Regions from separate parts of the Sus scrofa genome. Here region 2 is linked to region 1. A link is a contact called in public HiChIP or PLAC-seq data. All regions are on one chromosome and are shown on one strand. Each heading gives the region's core, a stretch centred on a gene start, on an enhancer-like site or on the middle of the called end of the contact. The rest is flanking DNA. Distances are from core to core; before and after follow the strand shown. Region 1 overlaps GLI2 (GLI family zinc finger 2). Region 2 holds the start of GLI2 (GLI family zinc finger 2).

The links. HiChIP or PLAC-seq counts read pairs in DNA pulled down with a chosen protein or histone mark.
Region 2: an H3K27ac HiChIP or PLAC-seq map of skeletal muscle shows a contact between it and region 1. The contact joins the promoter of GLI2 here to the enhancer-like site in region 1. A contact is called at or near these places in 8 of 47 Hi-C or Micro-C datasets (brain, embryonic fibroblasts, fetal skeletal muscle and 3 more) and 1 of 2 datasets of contacts at active chromatin or transcription factors (skeletal muscle).

Annotation. Positions count from the first base shown.
Region 1 is chr15:30,438,566-30,441,265 of Sscrofa11.1, reverse strand. All of the region lies in intron 2 of GLI2 (GLI family zinc finger 2), which reads left to right. Among named protein-coding and RNA genes, the nearest start is that of GLI2, 140 kb to the left of the region's middle. Within about 2 kb of position 1,410, at least 18 of the 83 cell types and tissues checked have an H3K27ac peak or open chromatin away from gene starts, as enhancers often do. A contact at or near this core is called in fetal skeletal muscle and skeletal muscle, where this site is marked.
Region 2 is chr15:30,577,905-30,580,604 of Sscrofa11.1, reverse strand. GLI2 (GLI family zinc finger 2) reads left to right here and starts at 1,340. Exons shown (of 14, transcript NM_001315712.1): 1 at 1,340-1,732.

The DNA of each region.
Region 1 (2,700 bases), core at 161-2,660:
GAGAAAGGCGGAAGAGAATGAGCTCAGTATTGTGGCGCACAGTTCCTTCCAGATCCGAGGGAGGAGGCAGGGGTCTAGGCTGCCCTTGTGGATGAGGAGTGGGTCCCACGGGCTCAGCCCCCTCTGGAGGAATGTGTCCTGCCTTGGGAGCCTCCGATTGTGCTCCCGAAGGCAAGTTGGGGGTGGGTACGGAGGGTTAAGGCAGGGCTGGACTGGACTGTGGTCACCAAGGGCCTCAGGTGGTGGCATGACATCGGGGACCTCTGAAGAGGAGCGGGACCCCAGAGGGTCAGGGCGGGGGAAGCGGGTGGTTGCTTCTGGAGCCTTCCTCCTCCTGGTCCCCCTTCCTTTCCAATTCTGGGGAAAACCTCTAGCATCTCGTATTTACCTGAATTGCGTCATTTAAGGCAGATCTCCCTTTAGGGGACAGAATGGCTGCTTTTCACTTTCATGATGCCTTGAGATCAGATGGGAAAAGGGGTACAGAATGTTGCTGGGGGATAGGAAGGGCTGGAGATGACAATTATCTTGGCCCCTGACAAGCCCAGTCAGCCCCTCCCCCTCTGTTAGCAGAAAATAGAGTATTGGGGGCATGGGGGCCTTGGCAGGATCAGTGGCCCTGGCAGATCTGCCTGGCAGGTCCACAAGCTGTGTCTGATGGGAACGCCTTGTCCCAGGGTACTTGCTGTGTCCCCTCCGTGAAAGGGAGACGACAGGTGGGAAGTGAGTTTTCACCACCTGGAAAGGATTCTACACTTATAGACAAACTCCGTTTGTGACATTTCAGCTGATTGGGGATGGGATCAGATCCTCTGGTGACCTCTGTGTAGGAAGAGGGCCACCTTGCCTCCCGGGGACCCTGCTTCCTGCTCTGTGGCCCTGAGTGTCCACAGGGAGCCGCGGGGAGCCAGGGAACCTTCCAGAGAAGGCAGGGAACAGTGGCCTGGGGTCCAGGTATGTCTTTCCCAACCTCACTCTGCACCGTGGGCAAGTCAGGGTCCCTTCCTGGGCCTCAGTTTCCCCTTCTTACCTGGCACACCTCTGGGCCAGATGGCCCCTAAGGTCCCAGCCACTGCCCTCTCCCTCTCTGGGAGGTTGCAGAGCTGGGAGCTTGAGGCACCACAACCCCCCAGCTCCAGACCCATGCCCTGGAACAGCCCGGCCCCTGGAGGGGCCAGCCAGCAGGTTTCTCCTAGCAGGAAGGTTCCTGCAGCCCCTAGGCTGGGACGGGTCCCCCAGCGAGGAGAACACGCCGCCCACAGCAGCCGCCAGACCCCCCAAGTCACGCCAGCCTTTGCATTAGCCAGCGTTCCTAAACCCTGCCAGCTGGCCATCAATGATTCATGCGCTCCGCCTCCCTCCAGCGGCCACTTGACGTTCCCTCCTCCGCTGCTCCATCCCGCGCTCCACGCCTCTCTGTGGGCAGCACCCTCCCTGCAAGCCGTCCCTCCTCCCTCCGGCCCACGCGGGGTAAGTTGCAGGAGAAAGGCAGCTTTCCTGTGATGCCTCAAGTGGCAAGGAGGAGGCAGCCGCTCTTGTTTGCACAGGCCTGGCCTGAAGCTTTCTTCTGCACGTCCCTCTCCGAGTCCCCCCTCCACACTCCAAGTTTGAAGAGGGGGTGGTGGATGAGCAGACTCCCAGACCCGGGAGCTGGCCGGGGAGGGGGAGAGATGGGAAAGGGGGAGAGGGAATGAAAAGAGCTGGTGGGGCGGGGGGAGGTGGGGAGAAAGGACTTTGGCCCCCAAGAGAAAACAACGCAGGGAAGGAAAGTGAAGTGACTCCTGCGTGGAGATGGGGAGGCAGGTCAGGGAGTGGGTGGGAAGGACGTGTGTACTGTCAACCACAGGATTGCTTCCCAGCTCCTCCCTCCCGACAGACAGCCCCTCAGAACTTTGAACCAGGAGTTTCTTCTGAGATCTGGCAGAGCCGAGCATCTGGGAGTTCAGCCTTCGCCACTGCAATTCCCCGGTGGTCTTAGCAGCAAGGAGGATGCGCAGACAAGGAGCTTTGTTGTCTGCGGAGCCTCAGCTCTGAGCGACTTAGAAGAAAAACACGTGTGTGTTAAAACTCGGCTTCCCTGGGGAAGATGCTGTTTTCGCATGAGGAACGAATTTGGGAAAAGTTGAGTTGAGGAGGGGAGGAAACAAAACCGGATTCGAAAAGAATGTTCTAGAGGCTTGGCAAAGTCTAGAAGACATTTTCTTTCACATCCTTTTGATTCTTCCTTCTTTTGGCTTCCTAATAGCCCTTACTTGGCCTGGCCTTTGCAGCCCCAGGAAATAGCCTCCAGGGGTCCTGACAGTGGGGGGCTTCTGCAAGTGGGGGTGATGCCACCGTGTAAGGCCTTGTGGGCTGCTCCCTGCCCTAGAGGAGGGGACGGGCAGGCACAGAGGCCCCCTCAACCCCTGTCTTTGTTGGGGCTGATCCCAGTGCGTTTGTATTTTCCCCTTTGCCGGTGGAAACAGAGGGAGGCAGGGAGATGAGGCCTTCCTGGTGGCTCTGCCTCTGGGGGAGACGGTGCTTGGGGGTGCAAGGACACGGTGGTGATGAAAGGAGATGAGAGAGGAGAGGCACTGTCCTATCACCAAGGCTTGAGGGCTGGAACTTTCATCCTCAGGGCAGTGGGACAGGTCTGGGTGGCCGTGTGGGAACATCCCTCTAACTGCCACAGAGAGGACCGCCACAGGGCCTGGGAGAGAC
Region 2 (2,700 bases), core at 91-2,590, 140 kb before region 1:
TTTTTTTTTTAAGGGCCGCACCCGTGTCATATGGAGGTTCCCAGGCTAGGGGTCCAATAGGAGCTGTTGCTGCCAGCCTATGCCAGAGCCACAGCAACGTCAGATCCGAGCCACTCCTGCTCAGGGCAACGCGGCCAGATCCTTAACCCACTGAGCGAGGCCAGGGATTGAACCTGCCACCTCATGGTTCCTAGTTGGATTCGTTTCCGCTGTGCCATGACAGGAACTCCCAGCCGTCTCACTTGTAAAATGAGGAAGGAGAAAACTTACGTGACAGAGGTTTGTAGTTTAAATAATAAAAGAAATACAACCTGTCACCAAGCACATAGTAGATGTAACAGGAATGTTAGAAAGAAAAATTTAAAACTTCCTTCAATGAGGCACTCTTTGGTGAAGGACCCTCGGCCCTAGAGAGGGTGGTGGCCCCCCATGACTTGAGGGACACTTTGGCCAGCTGACCCCTGTGCTTCCTCATGCCAGGCCGCTCAGTTCCGGGCTGCGGTGCGGCCTGAGGGCCCGAGGCTCGGCACCTAGTCTCCTTAAGCAAGTTCTTTCACACACACACCCATACACACTTTGGCCCGAAAATTCAACGAGGTTTTTTAAATTCCTTCTTCCTCTGTTGTTGTTGGGTTCTGATTACTTCCATCTGGTTGCGGCAGCTCGAGTGGAGTCTCTAAAAAACAAAACAAAACAAACAAAAAGCCTCCCTACCAAACACAAGGAACCAAACCTAAAAGGCAGCTTCGCTTCTCACCAGCACGCGCTCTGGGGGCGACTCTTGTGAGCCGCGGCGGGGGGCGCAGGCCAGACCCCCGGCACCTGCGCGCGCCACGGGCAGGAAGAGGTTCCGCGCAGAACCGGCCCCGCGGAGCTAGCCTCCCTCCCAGCCTGGCCTCCTGTCCCCCGCTTCCGCCCCGGCGCCGGCAGAAGCGGGTGCACTGGGAACAGCGACCCGGGCATCTCCCGGCGGAGGGGAAGAGGGAGGTGGAGAGGGCGGTGATTTCAGAGATTGAAAACAGAGCAGTCGCTGCGCCCCGGCTCGGAGCTCATCTGACTTGAGTTAGCGAACCTCCCCCCCCCCCAATCTCGGCGCCTTAAAAAAGTGTTGGGGACTGGCGCGTTCTTTCGTTCTTGGCTCGAACTTTCTTCTTCGTAGGTGTGCTTTTTCTTTTCGGTGCTGGGGTTGGGGGGGGAGTCCTCGGCTGCCCCTCCCCTCGGAGTCTCCCAGGTCCCCCACCCCCGGGCGGGGGCGCGCGGCGCGGGCGGGGGCGCGGCGCCGGGGTGTGCTAGGGCTTGTGCGCGCGGGGGCGCTGCGCCGTGCGGACTGCTAGCTGGACTGCGGGAGTGCCGAAGCTCGCCAGCCGAGGCAGCACGGCTCCGCGGACTTTTTTTCAAACTCCCATCAATGAGTCTTCGAGGAGGAGCGGGAGGCGGCGGCGGCGGCGGACTCGGAGGAAGGCGCGGAGGAACCGGAGGAGCGGGAGGAAGGAGCGCGGCGCGCCGGGGTCTTGGGGAGCTGCCCGGTCACCGGCGGTAGGGGCTGCCGGCCCCCGGCCGCCTCTGGATCCCCTCCCCTGCGTGGCCCGCCTCGCCCCGGCCGGACGGAGCCTCGGCACACGGCAGCCCGCGGCGGGACGCCACGCCAGCCAAGTTGGGATGGGGGCCCACAGCCACCGCCCGGCGCCCCGGAGGCCACCTGCGTGCTAGAGGCAAACTTTTGTCTCCCTCGGTAAAGTTGCATTGATCTTCTTTTGCTTGCTTTTCGTTGCGAAGTGCCCCCTACTCCGGCCGAACCCGGGCGGACTGGGATGCTGCGCCGTCTTGGAGGGTTCCTAGGCCGGGTACGCGCGCCACGGCACGGGGATCCGGGCACCGGGCTTGGGGCGGGGGGGTGGCCCTGGTCCCGTTTCTGGCCAAGCCGGGCGGGTACATAAGGGGAGTCCGGAGGCTAGGAACTCGTGGCCAGGGGATGATTTGCATCCCCCCTTCCCACCTGGGGGAAAGAGCCTTCCTCTTGGGGTGCGCAACTGATTCGGTCTCCCTACCTCCCGGTCTCCTCCGCGCCCGAGCCCGGGGCTGTTTTTTCGGGAGGTGAGAGTAGCACAGGAGGCTGCGAAGCTCGAAAAGATAGGCCGTGAGAGTATGTCTTCGGGGAGTGTGCAGCATGTGGAGGGGCTGCAGCCACAGTGAACTTCTAACTGCACTTCTCCGCGCTCTCTGTCCCGAACCCTGCCTTTCTTTCTTTCTCACTCCTTCCTCCTCCTCGTCAGGCCCTGTCGCCCCCTCCCCCTCGGTCAGGCTCCCTCCCGGCTTCTTTCCTCCTCCTCCCATGCCCTCCGCCCCGAGATCCGCTTGACTTCCCGGAGGGATCCGCATGTAATTCCCTCGCCCTGTCCTCGGGTACCCCCCCACCCCGCACTTCCATCCCCGCCCCCAACTCTTCGTCTTCCCCCCACCCCGCAATCTCTCAACGAGTATATTTGCTGAGGAATTTGAAAAATCCACTACTGCAACTTGATCTGTGTGTGATGGATGGGGAGAGGCGCGGAGAGAGTTGGGCGCCAATCCTATTAAGGGTTTAGAAAGGGGAGCGTTTTCCCCGGACGGGGGCGGGGAGGGGTGTTGAGAGGGGAGGAGGAAGGGAGCGTGGGCTTGTGTGTGTGAGTGTGAGCGCGCCCGCCGCGTCGGGGAGCTGGA